Linked DNA regions of Rattus norvegicus: regions 2 and 3 are each linked to region 1. A link is a contact called in public Hi-C data. All regions are on one chromosome and are shown on one strand. The core of a region is the stretch at or near the end of the contact, and the rest is flanking DNA. Distances in the headings are between cores, read along the strand shown. Region 1 has its middle 27 kb from the start of Slc45a1. Region 2 overlaps Park7 (Parkinsonism associated deglycase). Region 3 holds the start of Errfi1 (ERBB receptor feedback inhibitor 1).

Region 1 (4,797 bases), core at 1,065-3,564:
GCTGGCCTGGCACTCACTGTATAGGCCAGGCTGACCTTGAACTCACAGAGCAAGCTCTAAGAGTTACTTCAGTTCTATCACCCTGGACGCATTAGCATGATTCCTGCCCACTTGGGTCATCCAAACAACTCCTGCTTAGGAAAATTCTCTTCATGTCCTTAAAGTGGGCCTAGGCTGTGAACCACATGTGGAAACACCGGAAGTAGCTTTGATTATGTTTGTGCTGTCCAGTGGAGCCAAGACTCATGGATAAGAGGCTTTACCACTGAGCCTCACCCAAGGCTAGCAGGCTCTCACCAAGGAGCTAGCTTAAAGCTCTTCTCTGGCTCTCGGCTAGTCAACATCAACTTTCTTTCCCCTTCCTTCCCTAGAAGGAAAAGATTAGTGTATGAAATTGTAAGCTTTTGGGGTTCATGGGGGACACTGAAGCAGACTAATTTGGGGTGCGTGAGATTTAATGGCAGAGTTATTGATGCCATGGACAGGCAGACAGACAGACAGCAGCATGACAGAGCCTCTGAGGTGAATTCCAGCCCATGAGGCAGGTAGATTCCCTTCTTATAGGTCTCAGAGGAAGGGGAAGATTCCTGGACTCAAGGCTTCTCCAAGTCCCGGGCAGCAGGGAAAAGAGAGAGAATTTGGGGTGGTAACATGTGACTTCATGGATGTGTGGAAGTGAGGAGGGGCATGTCTCATAGAGATGTACCCATCATACTGTGGGGGGCATGTCTCTCTCTGGAGTCTGGCAGACAGACTCGTCAGCTTCCTTGGGGGAGGGAGAATGACACCTGTCATTTTTCCTGAGATCCAAGCACCTGTTAGGAGCTTGAAGCATCCCAGACAAGCTATGGGGAGTGAGGGGGAGAGGGGCTTGCCATTTCCTTACAGAGATTCTCCTGCAGCTGGGTAGGCTGAGCAGCAGTTTGGTCTGGATTCTACCAGACATCTGTGAGAAGAAGTGAGCAAGAAATAGATACCTCATAGCTGCAGCCTCAGAAGGAAGCTCAGGACACCTCAGCCAGCTTTTCAATCTCACAGATGAAACTGCTCTCCGGTCTAGTGACCTGTGTAAGGTTGTGGGTTTCTGGGCCCTGCAGGGCTAGATGCTAAGACTTCATGCGTTGAAGACCAGAACTGTCTTAACTGAGGAGAACACATGGAAAGGCACACTCCAAGATGCTGGGACCATAGATGCATGCCACACAATTAACAATGTGTCAAGGGTAGAGGCCCAGGCATTTGTACTGTGCCAGGCAAAGGCTCTGCCTATGAGCTACATCCCAGCCCCAGGGTTGAGATTGCTCAGAGGAAGCAGTGCAGTGGAATCTTCCCGGGGTTTCTGTTTCTGTTCCGCCAAGATTTAAGCCGTGCCCAGGGAAAGAGCCGCAAGCTACCATGACTTCCTGCCACGAGGGACTGTGTCTCTCTAAACCATGAGCCCACTTCCTGCCAGGAGGGACTAAACCACGAGCCCAAATGAAACCTCAAAAAAAAAAAAAGTGGAGGGAGGGAAAGCCATCATATCTTTAATACCCTGGGGACACATGAGGGGAAGTGACAGGTCCAGGGTTTCCAACACTGCAGGTGGATTGACCTCAGTCACTGGGCGCAAACAGTCTCCCCTGCATCTTTGGTTGATGCTTCTGTACAGCACAGTAGGTAACAGAAATTGGGGGCTCTATTAAGTCAACACCCTGGAAATCAAGGCCTTAGCATCCTGGGGGCGGGGGCGGGCCATGCCTGCTCATCGACCCACAGCAGGGTCTGTCTCTCCTCCCACATTTGGAGCAGCTGAGTTCACTTTCAATAAACCCCTGGGCCCTCATCTTCCTCAAACTGCCATTCCCGGTGTGGCCTTTTTCTGATTGGAAGTTGACCCACAGCCTGTCGGCTGTCCCGAGCTGCTGAATCACTTTTTCTATAATTGCAAAAAACAACAATTTCTGTTGTTCACAGCACAGCTTTGAGCCAATAAAATCAATTACCTCGCCTAGGAAATCAGCCCTGGGTTTTGCCTGCAAAGGTCAATGTTCACCCAGAGAAAGGTTCTCAAACACGGCTCGCTTGGGTGTAAACATTTGTCACGTGGAATACAGGCACTCATTGTCCACGGGGTTGTTTATTTTATTAGGCGGTTACCTGGGGCAGACTCAGCAGTCTGCTTCCTGTCCCAGTTTCTCTTGCCCAAGACCTTGGGCAACTGTTTATCTGACAGAGTGTCCTGTCCCCTGTCCCTTCTTCTGGGAACAGAGGCAGAGGACGCTGTACAAATAAAACACCTGGTGCCTGCATTCCTGATTCGTGCAGCAAGAATTCGAGGTGCTCGCTGGAAATAGTTATGAAAGAGAAAGTTGCTGCAGTCACAGGGACTCAGGTGTGCGTGCCTCCACCTGTGACTTCTGCTTTCGCTGGGTCGTGTTGCTGATGTCAGCAAAATAATTGTAATGGTGATGGGGGCAGGAGGGGGAGCGGTAATCACACAAAAGTCTCCTTCATTTTTTATGAAGTCCAGAGGTTAGAGGGACCCTAGTTCAGGTGCCTCTAGCCAGCCTCCTATTGACTTGTGCCATGTTCTGCTTTTAGTTCACAGTCGCACGCTAACTAGTTCACAAGTCTCACACTAACTAGTTCACAATCACACACTAACTAGTTCACAATCACACACTAGTTCACAGTCACACATTAACTAGCTCACAGTTGCACTAACTAGTTCAGTAACTAGTTCGTAAGTCTCACACTAACTAGTTCACAGTCACATGCTAACTAGTCCACAATCACACAGTAACTAGCTCACAGTCTCACACTAGTTCACAGGCCACTAACTAGTTCAGTTGCATACCAACTAGTTCATAGTCTCACACTAACTAGTTCGCTAACTTCACAAGTCTCACACTAACTAGCTCACAAGTCACCAACTGGTTCAGTCACATACTAACTGTTCATAGTCTCACACTAACTAGTTAACTAACTTCACAAGTCTCACACTAACTAGTTCACAAGTCACCAACTGGTTCAGTCACATACCAACTAGTTCATAGACTCACACTAACTAGTTCAGTATCACACTAACTAGTTCACAGTCTCACACTAACTAGTTCACAAGTTGCACGGGCTTGTTATACAAGAATGCCCACCTCGCTCAGTACCTCTGGACTTGGGGAGGGGTCCCAAGGATGGATGTGTGAGCGTCAGGCACAGAAATCTCAGATTAGGTAAACCAGCTCTGAGACAGGGGAATGCCATCAACAAACTATCTTTTTTTTTATTATTATTATTCTTTTTTTCAGAGCTGGGGAACGAACCCAGGGCCTTGCGCTTGCTAGGCAAGTGCTCTACCACTGAGCTAAATCCCCAACCCCTCAACAAACTATCTTAAAAGTGTGATTTGCGTACCCTCAAATATCATCACATATCTCATGTGGGTTTGCCTGGATCTATTTTTAATTGATTGATTGATTGATTGATTGATTCTTTGAAAGGGGATCTCACAAAGTCCCTGCTAGCTTCAGACTGTGTAGTGGGCGATGATATTGAACATATTTCTGGACATAATCATTGACTTGTTCACTTTAGGGTCTTCTCCCACAGTACCGATTCTGAAAGTTGACTCTCGCCAACTGCACACTGTCATACTGTGATGGGAACCTGGTTTCGCAACTAATTTGACCTATTGGCATTTCTGCTTTTTCTAGTGGAATTGCTGTCATGTGTGTAGTGGGTACTGAGAATGTCGGCATCTCTTCGATGTGTAGAATCACCAGCCCTCCGTGGTGACATTTTTTGAGAGTTCCAGAATTTGGGTTTCTTTTTAAAACACAGACATATTATAAGAATGTGTGGGCTGGGGAGATGGCTCAGTGGCTAAGAGCACTGACTGCTCTTCCAGAGGACCTGAGTTCAAGTCCCAACAACCACATGGTGGCTCACAACCATCTGTAATGGGATCCGATGTCCCATTCCGGTGTGTCCGAAGACAGCAACAGTGTACTCATATACATTAAATGAATAAATACATTTTTTTTAAAAAAAAATGTGCTTTCGTTTTAGTCCCAGGAATGCGAGGCTGCTTTGGACTGTCTGAAGCGGCTGACCATGATTTGCCTCGTGCTCTAACAGAAGCGTGGTTCTGCCAGGTGTGGATAACGTCTGCGACTGTGTGACATTTGGATCTCTGAGAACTTTTCACAGGGTACATAAACGCTAGGGCCCCGATAGTGTGTGTGGGTGATAGCTGGTCATTTAGGGAGGCTGGTTGTGGTTTGTTAGTAGCTGAGGTCAAAGAAGAAACAAAAGAAACAAAAGATTCAGGGCTCTCTTTCCTCTCTACCCTTCTTTCTCTCCTGTCTAGTGTTAGGAGGTAAAACCAGAGGGCTGGAGGGAGGAAAAAAGAACCCATGAAGTAGCAAAGACAAGCTGCAGCCCTCTGTTGGTCCAGTGCCCCACCAGGTTTTAAATGTGTCCTTCCAAACCTTATGTGCAGATCTTTCCAACCAGTTTCCCAAAATTTGGTAAGCAAATCCATACCAATATTACTATCCGTGATCCACACAAGAGCAAGGCAAGAGTGCCACCAATGGTTCAATGGTTCCAAGCACTCACATATGCCCGGGCCAAGTAGAGTTTGACAAATATTTACCTAATGAATGAGAACACCCCACAGAGATTATTCCTGATCCCCACAACCCCACCCTGTCCCCGCCTCCACCATCCTCTACAACAAAGAAAATACCAACCTCTTATCCCCAATCCCAGCCGGTCCTTCCTGGACTACTTTTCTTTTTAACGTTTTTGTTGCAT
Region 2 (4,797 bases), core at 1,033-3,532, 210 kb before region 1:
GGATGGCACGTACTACAGTGTATACTATTATGATAGCACTCGCGCTCGCTCTCTCTCTCTCTGTTTGTACTTTTTAATTTCACCATGTTTAAAATTAATTAGGTTTTTTTTTTTTGGTGTTCGAATGTTTAAGATATTAGGATACTGTGATTTTTCTCTTCCCAAAGTTTCATAATGCTAACTTTTTTCTTTGCCTTTTAATATTTGGGTTTTTATTTTTAGCTATTAAAAGTACACTGCCTGTATTTTCTATTGAAAAAGTCACATGGTAGAGACGTTTATATATAAAGTTTATATATAAACATATATAAAGCACCCCTCTTATCTCAGGCTGGTCCCTGTCCACTGCTGGGTGTATTTCGTCTGCGAGCATCTGTGGTGTTGATGAATATCTGTTTGTTTTGGTGCACATGAGTGTGGTGGCTCCCTAAGGCCCTGTGGTTGGCGCTGTTTCCTCTCTACCCTGGTACATTTACACTACACATGCTCCCTGGGCTTCCTTCCGTACATTTTCCATCACAGATTTTTCTGCATTTTAAAACACACACACACACACACACACACACACACACACACACACACACATATATATATATATATATATATAGAGAGAGAGAGAGAGAGAGAACGAGCGAGCACGCACAGCACACACCCCAGAGAACAGGTAGGGTGTTGGGTCCTGTGCAGCTGGAGTTAGAGGCAGTTGGGCCCCGTGTCAGTGCATTTTTTTGTTTGTTTACAGTGGTTTTTTTTGTTCCACAAAAGGTGCACACCTTTACCACCTTTATTTGTTTCATTTTGGATGGTTTGTTATTGTTGTTTTGAGACAGGGTCTTGGTATCTGGCTGGCCTCAAAGTTAGTAAGTAGCTGAGGGTAGCCTTGAACCCTTGACCTTCCTGCTTCTACCTCCTTCTATGGGTGTGCACTACTATGCCTGGCACTTACTTTTTTTTGGTGTTAGAGTCAAACCCAGGCCCTCAAGCATGGTAAGAATGTGCTCTACCACAGAGATTCATATAACTCCACCCCCAGACCCCACCCCTCACACCCCGCAGGCATACATGCTGTTCTTTGGCAGATACTGGGCTGCCATTTAATACAGTAAAACTGAAGTGTTCCCTTTTGTTTCCCGACTCACAGGGACCATACGATGTGGTTGTTCTTCCAGGAGGAAATCTGGGTGCACAGAACTTATCTGAGGTAAAAACTGCACTGTCACAAAAAAAAAAAAAAAAGCTTGTGGAGAAACTCACAGCTTCTGCCTTGTCGCCTTGGTATGCTTCAGGATGTGCTGTAGGCACAGGAGAAGCAGCAGAGGTTAGCTCTGAGTCCAGCCTGCCCACACAGTTCTGAGAACAGCGCTGCAGATCTCTGCTGCACACAGGCTTGGCGAGTGTGGACTGGCGCAAGGCTGCAAGCTTCCCAGCTGCTGCAGCAGCAGAGTGGGTTAAGCCTAGAAGGTGCTGCCTGCTCTGTCATCGGGGTTGAGGACAGCTGCAGGACCACAGACAGGATGACATGAGAGGCAGCCATTGCTCTTTGTTTCGAGCTCTATGTGAAGAGTCATGCAGGAGAGGCAGGAGCAGGGAGTGGGCTGTACCTCCTGGGGGTCTTTTCCCTCTGCCATCTGAAGCTGCTGAACCCTGTGTCCCCTCACTTCTGCCTCTTCTGGAGCACAGGACAGGGTTATGTGTCTTAGTGACTTTGCTTTGTCTTTCCAGTCTTTATTGGGCCTTTCTCTTGGAGTGAATGCCATTGACCAGGCTTGAGAACACAGACACACTGGGAAGCTGGTTAGAGCGCTTTCTGGGAAACGGCTAGAAGTGAGTTAGGCTGGGAGTGACAGTCTCAGTGGTGACTGGCGTTTGGGTTCTCTCTCTAGTCGGCTTTGGTGAAGGAGATCCTCAAGGAGCAGGAGAACAGGAAGGGCCTCATAGCTGCCATCTGTGCGGGTGAGTAAGTGCGGGTGTGGGGCATGCAGCGGCTGAGGCACTGGCCAGTCTCTCAGGGCTTGACTGCACACAGCTTGCCTTCATGAAGCCAAAAGGCGCCCACACTGGCTGTTTGGTTTGGGTGGCATGAACTCCTGTCTCGGCAGCACTGAGCCCAATTGTTGAGCGTTCTGTCTCTGTGCCCTGGGTCGCTGTCTGTGAAGTTCGGTGTTTTCCCTGTTTGGTTGACCTCAGGGAAAATAAGGCTTCTGGAATCCAGCAGACAGCTTGTTCCAGCACATCTCTGTGCCAGCAGTTAGGCCTGCCAGGAGAGTCAGCAAGAATTTGACCGGCACAAACGCCACACATCTCCCCGGGCTCGCCTGCCTCTAGGGCATGACTGAGCCTTGGCTTGAGTGCTCTTGAACACTCCTGCTTCAGATGAGGGCTTTCGTCCATGTCCTGAGCCTTGAAACTCTGATCGTTTGCTTCCTGGCCCACTTAAAATCCATGCTGTTGCTTTAACATCAGGCGATGTTCTGGCATCTGGCGTCTTCCTCATCCGATGCCTGAAGTGGTCACAGAACAAATGGACAGTGACTGAAGGGATGGATGGTTTCTTTGGGGATCAAGGGACTCTATCCTAGCTCTGGTGCCCTGGTTTCCCCCCAAGGGACAAAGCAGGTGATGCAGGGACCTCTGTGGCTATTTGTGTCTTGTTGAGATGACGGCACCTGTCGAAGCCATCTTTCAGGCTAGGCACTATGCTATACTCTGCTGTTTTAAAACTTTCCCTGGGGCTGGAGAGTTGGCTCTGCAGTTAAGAGCGCTGGCTGCTCTTGCAGTTCAGTTCCCAGCAACCACATGGCTGCTCACAACTGTCAGTAACTCCACTTCCAGGGAATCTGACATCCCCACACCAATGCATATAAAATAAAATTAAATAAAAATTTAAAAAAATTTCCCCATTTGGACCGGCTAGGAGACCAAGCTATAACCGCAGTGCCGTGGTGGTAGAAGCAGGAGTACTGTGAGTTTAAGACCACCCTAGGCCACATAGGAGAGCCTCTCTCCACAGAAGAAAAGAAAGAAGGGAAAACGTGAGGATAAGTTGTAAGTCCCCAGTGCAGGCCCTAGCATGGCTGAGTTGTATGTGCCTAGCGTGTGGGAAGTCCTGGCTCTGTTCCCAGCACCAAAAACACACATGGGAAGCCAGTCTTACTCCCAGAAGTGGCAGGTTGTGGGCATCGGGATCCAGGGATTGCTGCTTGAGTGCACAGTAGAGAGCCAGTGGGAGCCCCTGCACATCAGCTCCCCTGACAGGGCCCCGGCCTGAGCTCTCACAGCCACAGCTCAGGGGTTTCTGTTGGTTGATGGTTGCTATCCGTAACCGTCCTGTCCTGACTGGACGGGAAGTCTTTCGCTGTGTCTGGGTGACCAGCCTCCCTACGGTTTGCCTGGGTTTGTTCCTTAGACTTGGCTGAAAGTAAACAGCAGTGTCATCGTCTTCCGTGTCATGGACTAGAATGTCGGCAGCTGAAGCTGGCTTGCTCGCTTGCTTGTGCTCAGTCAGGCCTGAGGGCCAGCCCTTCCTCCAAACCTAGTCAGTGTTAAAAAAAGAAACTAGCAGTCCTATGTCACCGTCTCAGAAGGATAAACAGAAAAACCGGGGCGACTCGGGCAGAGGACGGAGCTCTGTGATGAAGCCTGTCTTCATCAGCAGGAGGTCTCAGTTGTTCGCCTCACCCTTGGTGCTGCTGAGTCCAGAAGAAAGTCATTGCAGGGAGGCTTTCCTGAGGATGAGTCAGGGAGAGAGAGGGAAGTTTGCAGGGGAAGGGGCCCTGGGAGTCAGAAGCTTGGGGTGTAAGGGTTCACCTGGAACCCAAGGAGTTCTAGTTGGCTGGGTGTCCTTCAGGCGTCCACCAGGCGGCGCTGTAGGAAGAGGCGGGGAGGGGGGGCCCTGTCTGCTGCCAGTTCCCAGAGCTAACTTGGCATGGTCTTCATCAGAGGCTCAGGTGATGGCAGTGGTGATCAGGCCATTAACTCCCCCCCCACCCCCCACCCCCAAAAAAAGAAACAAACAGTGGTTAGTTGCTTTCCATGACGGGACGGCAGCCATGCTTACCTTACCAGATGTGCTCACATAGGCTCATTGCAGATGCTCTGTGTAAGCCATGGTATTTAGAGTGGTGGCTATTCACGCTCTAGGTGTTTGATTTAGAAGAATACTTTTCCTGCTAAGCGGTTTTGGTTTGTTTTTTCTCTCTTTTTCTGGAGCAGGGCCCTCTATGTGGTCTTCATTGGCCTGGGACTCGCTCTGGAACTGGATCTGTAGACCAGGCTGGCCTGGAACTCACAGAGATCCACCTGCCTCTGCCTCCCATGTCCCTGGGCTCACAGGGCTGTGCTTTGGTTTTACAGCACAGGGTTTCTCTCTAACCTCTCATGCGTATTCTTACATCTTACTCCTAGGTCCTACGGCCCTGCTGGCTCACGAAGTAGGCTTTGGATGCAAGGTTACATCGCACCCATTGGCTAAGGACAAAATGATGAACGGCAGTAAGTATGTCTGTACCCTGTGCTTTTCCACTGACAGAGTCCTAGAACCGGGGGGTTCCCCGGTGTGGTATGGCAGCCTTGTTCCCTCTATGCCCCTCTCAGGGGCACTTGCCCAGCCTGGTACAGAGGAGCCTCCCAGCCTCCGCGCATGAGACACCAGATCCCTGATTCAAAAGCAGGAAGGATTATGAAATGCAAGCTTAGTTAGTGTTTTCACCAAGTCCTGAACAGCACCCACGGGTAGAATTGAAGCCCCAACAGCAGCTTCAGCCAAGACTGTTTCCCCGAAGTCCACAGTTCCACAGA
Region 3 (4,797 bases), core at 979-3,478, 170 kb before region 1:
AATGATGCCAGAATCCCAACAGCTGGACTGTGTTTATCCAGTTACTGACATTAGCTTTCGTATGTCCCGGCCAAACGCCTGCAGAGGATGCTGTGCGCATCCAGATGGTGAGGTACCACCTCATACTATGGAGATTAGGAGAGGAGCTGCTTCTCTGGTACAGGGAGCCTGGGACATTCAGATTCCGAGAATCACCCTGGGCACCACCTTTCCCTCCTCTGCTCCTTTGTAGAGCAGGCTGATGCAGGTATGCTGACAATCAGGTCAGCTGCAAGCCAGGAGAGTGTACCTGTAATTTAGGGAACCTGCCTTGAAAAGCTGCCATTAGTGTGAGCAGAGAGGCAGCTTTGTTCCGTAGTGCAGTTTTGGGGAAGAGGCAGTTAAGAGCTACTTTCATAAAACAGAAAACACCTAGAGACTATGAGGTAATTAAGTCATACAAAAGGCTCGCCAGTATCTACTATGAACCCAAAGTAGGAAATCCAACTCGTTAGAAAACAATAATTCTACCTCTCAAAAATATGAGTAATCCAGACATTTCATAGCAGCCATTAAAAAGGAATGACAGATTTTCTTTCCAAACTTTATCAGTGCCTGGGCCAATCCTGTTATGCCTTAAAAATGTAAACCGCGCTTCCCTGCACTTAGTTAATCAACATTAGCTATGCACAGGGCAGTCCCTGCCCTTAGGAGTTCACCATCTGATTTATTTGCCAAGATACCGATTTATAGTTCGAGATTTTTACCACTTATCAGCAAATGCCCACCAGAGCACAGGAGAGGTCGTCAAGGCAACGACAGATAGTGTCCAGCCTCTTTTTAAAAATCCTTCATTAACTCATCTCAAACCTGATAATAATCCAAAAGGGATGGGGTGACAATCACCCAGAGTTGACAGGTTAGTAAGAAACCAGCTTGTTATTTTTTTGTCTTTACAAAATTTGCTCTTTTGCTGATATGGGTATCCAGACTATCTTTGGTCTCCACTTTGGTAAACTCTTAAAAACTCCACGTTTTAAGAAAGTTCTTTTTTTTTTTTTTTTTTTTTTTTTTTGGCAAGAGCCGACACAGTGAACTCAAAAATGTTCCAGTTTCAATAGATGCATATCCACTACACCTGTATAGACTTAAGGAAGTATAACCTTTTTTTTTTCCAGGAGGTTTTTTAAAAAAAAAAAAAAAAGAAAGAAAGAAAAGCAATTTATACCTCACCTTTCTTCACCCCTGACAGTTGCCTGGAAACCGGTCCTGCCCTACCAGTGCTGCAGGTGTACCTCCCGTCACATCTCTTTTAAAGCTACAGTCTCTATTCTTACTACACTTAAGTTTATGACTAACAATCTATTCACATTTTTATCAGGTAGGAGACTGGTTTCTTTCAAGCAATGATGAAACCCTAATAAAGTCCGAGGAAGCACCCATCCAGCACCACCAATCACGATTAATTTGAACAAAGATACGATATACGTATAAATACAGGAGACTACCAAGGAGCCTTGGCGTTTGAACAGTTCTGTCTGCATTCTCATTCCTTCTGTAATAAATTTAAGTCACTTAAGGCAAAGAACCACGCTTCTGGAGAGGAAAAGGCCACGGAACAACTCGGATGAATTAAAAAAGAGGAGGAGGAATGACCTTCGTCGCTGAGTCGCACCGAGACTCAGAACTGGTACCAACCAGAGACTAGCAATCTCCGAGCTCGCCCGCAACAGCTTCCCGCAGAAGCTTTCCGGGCCGGACCGGAGGCTGCGCGGGGTGAAAGGGAAGAGGGAAGGGGCCGCAGCAGCCCCACCGCATCCCCCGGCCGCAGCTGCGCGGGTAAGACCCTGGAGCCGCCGCTCCGGAGCCCCAGGCTGTGGAGACGTGTCGTGTGCTCGCCCGTGCATGGCCCCGGCGGGAAGCCGAGGGCACCCGCGGCTCCTCACGCGCCCCGGCCCATCCCGGGAAGCGGCGCGCCGGTGGCTCCCGCTCCAGCCCGCAGTCGGCCGACCGCCGGCCCTCCGCGCCCCCATCCCGCGGTTCCCGACGCCTTACCCCAGGGGAGCGGGGCCCCGCGGCGCCCTCCCGCGCATGTCCGTCCCGGCTAGCTCAGGGCCGCGGGCTCAGGGGCCCGAGCATCGCGCAGGCGCCTCGCCGCTCACTCGCTCTCTCTTTCTTTGCTTGTTCGCAGGCTGTGATCGCCCTCGCTCGCACACCGTACAGATCTCGCTCTCTGCCTCGCACTCGGCCGCCGACGCCGGCGCAGCCGACGCCCGTATTTATAAGGCGAGCCGACAACGTGACGTCGACGCCCGCCGCCCCGCCTCCTCCGCGCAGCCAATCCGGACGGACGGCCACTTAAAGGGGCGATGGTGCTATCGAAGCCTTTGCGTGGGGCCCGCCGGGTGGCGCTGGCATCCTCGTCTCCTGAGGGGACGTTTCTGCCTGGGCCGCTTCTGTGTGAGCTGCCTAGCCTAAGGACACCGGGTTTTCCTCAGAAGGCTGTGAGCGGCCCTGTTTCCAACCCGGGAAGGGTAGTGATGCTGAGATGCGCTTGGGCCCAAGAGGCCCTGAAAGCGGGGCAATTGGGGCTTGGGGAGGAGAAGGGCACCCCGAGGTACAGCGAGGGAGAGTCCAGAGATGGCGAGGAGAGTGATGAAGAACGGAGGGGGACAGTGAGGATCAACGAGGGACTGTTGTGATGATGCGAGACGTGAAGGACGATGTCAAGGCGCTGCAGCCAGGGATGGAGAACCATGAAGAAAGTGGGGTCTGGGAGAGAGAGAGGGCAGTGACCTGAGGGGCATTGAGGGACATCATGCATCTGAAGACAAGAAGGGACAGAGAGTGCCTGGCTAAGGACAATAAGGGATGGAGGGGCGGGTGAGGAGCCCTGAGAGCCACTGCAGGACATATTGAGAACCCTGCCAACTGATAATGGTAGTTAAGGGAAGAACAGCAAGGTGAGGGACAGCACAGGAAGGTGAAGGACAAAGGGGACGGAGCAGTGGGCCATGCTGTGTGGGCAGGATCAGGGAGGCCTCACTCCGGGCTCCTCTGCACTTGGCTTGGCCTCCAGCAAGGCTAGGCTGATCCTGGGCACCTCCCTCAAACCTGCCCCCAGCCCTCTTGGCTTACCTGTCAAAGTACAGTTCTCCATGTCTTTTGGCCCCAGGGTGGCCGCTGAGGCCCAAGGACAAAACGCCATCAAGTCCACAGGGAGGAGGGTTTCTTGGGGGCAGAAATCCGGTGATGCAACTTAGGTTTACAGTTTAACCGTAAAATAAACAATACAATGATAAACCAAGAGTAGTTCAAGAAGAAAAAGCAAACAGACAGAAGCCCTCCAGTTTGAACTGGTACAAATTCCCCTAATGGCGCTCCACAGAGTAGAGAGCACAGACCTGTGGCTGACCTCTGTGGTCCGCACACAGAGCCCTTCCTACACTTCAGCAAGAATGCCTGATAGTTATATGCTTGGCACCACCTAACTGAGCCAGTTTAACATATGGAATGAGGTGCTGGCCTCATTATCTGGTTAACTATTAACTCTGTGCCCCACGAACCGAGCTGCTTCTTCCAGGGTTGACTTACATTTGTTTTTTCATTGAACTCAAAGGCCCTAATTTTGAATTCAAGGCCCGAAGCCCTGGATATTTAAAAAGAAAAGACTGAAAACTCAGATATTAGAAGGCTCATCCCCTCTTTCTGATGGTCCCTACTGGCCTGTAGGGGCTGCCGGGTCACTTCCACACCCACGCTCCTGGTGATTCAATTCTCCCACCTTTTTACCGACATTCACCTGGTAGTATTTTTAATCTCGTGGAAATTAGTCATTGCCAAATTAACTAGGCATTTATTATTTACTTGTTTAAGTTCCGGTGGCTTTTAAGACAGTTTTACTCTGTAGCCTAAGCGGGCCTAAAACTCACTATATAGCTCAAGTTAACCTCAAACTTGGTCATCCTTTGGCCTGCATAGCGTTGAGATTTACAGGCATGAAGTCAGCACATCCAGCTTGACTAGGGTTTGAAAGTCACAGAAAGTTTACGTGCCCTTACCTTTGCTATTTCTGTTTTACCCATACTCTGTGCTATTTTCCTCCTGTGTGTGTGTGTGTGTGTGTGTGCGTGCGCGCGCGCGTGTGCGTGTGCGTGTGCATGTGTGTCTATGTGTATGTTTGTCTCTTCCCCTTCCTGTGTATATATGTATATGTGTGTTCTCTCCTCCATGTGTGTATGTGTGTTCTCCCCTCAGTGTGTGTGTATCCTTGAGTGTGTATGTTTGTGTATGTGTGTGCATGTATGTATGTGTGTGTCCTCCCCTCAATGTGTTTGTATGTGTGTGTATGTGTGTGCATGTATGTATGTGTATGTTTCATCCCCTCTGTGTATGTGTGTATGTATGTGTATGTATGTGTGTGTGTCCTCCCCTCAATGTATGTGTGTGTATGTGTGTGTCATCCCCTCTGTGTATGTGTGTGTGTATGTGTGTATGTATGTATATGTGTGTGTTATCCCTTCTGTGTATGTGTGTGTGTATGTATGTATGTGTGTGTCATCCCCTCTGTGTGTATGTGTGTGTGTGTGTGTGTGTGTAAGATCTCCCCCAGAACATCCTTGCAGCCCTGGAAGTAGAGTATTTACTGAATGGGGACGTCAGTGAGGCCTGGTTTCACCGGAGAAGACCCTGAGTTACTCTTATTTCCAGTTACCACAATGCAGTTGTAATTTGCGCTCTTGCCTTATTAGCATGCTTTTATATTCCCCTATTCACAAAACAGTGATAATCACCACAGCAACCGAGGGACACACCCCT

What was found. Hi-C and Micro-C count contacts between places; a contact is called where the count stands out from the background.
Region 2: a contact with region 1 is called in a Hi-C map of liver, with 4 times the contacts expected there. The contact joins two enhancer-like sites. A contact is called at or near these places in 2 of 12 Hi-C or Micro-C datasets (the Rat2 cell line and liver).
Region 3: a contact with region 1 is called in a Hi-C map of liver, with 7 times the contacts expected there. The contact joins the promoter of Errfi1 here to the enhancer-like site in region 1. A contact is called at or near these places in 8 of 12 Hi-C or Micro-C datasets (Schwann cells, frontal cortex, hepatocytes and 3 more).

What each region holds. Positions count from the first base shown.
Region 1 is chr5:166,437,023-166,441,819 of GRCr8, reverse strand. No RefSeq gene overlaps it. Among named protein-coding and RNA genes, the nearest start is that of Slc45a1, 27 kb to the right of the region's middle. Within about 2 kb of position 2,314, at least 10 of the 93 cell types and tissues checked have an H3K27ac peak or open chromatin away from gene starts, as enhancers often do. A contact at or near this core is called in hepatocytes, kidney and liver, where this site is marked.
Region 2 is chr5:166,647,421-166,652,217 of GRCr8, reverse strand. Park7 (Parkinsonism associated deglycase) reads left to right here. Exons shown (of 7, transcript NM_001277250.1): 4 at 1,142-1,201; 5 at 1,884-1,953; 6 at 4,405-4,491. Among named protein-coding and RNA genes, the nearest start is that of Park7, 5.4 kb to the left of the region's middle. Within about 2 kb of position 2,282, at least 19 of the 93 cell types and tissues checked have an H3K27ac peak or open chromatin away from gene starts, as enhancers often do. A contact at or near this core is called in liver, where this site is marked.
Region 3 is chr5:166,604,272-166,609,068 of GRCr8, reverse strand. It overlaps Errfi1 (ERBB receptor feedback inhibitor 1), which reads right to left and starts at 2,228. Exons shown (of 4, transcript NM_001014071.1): 1 at 2,035-2,228.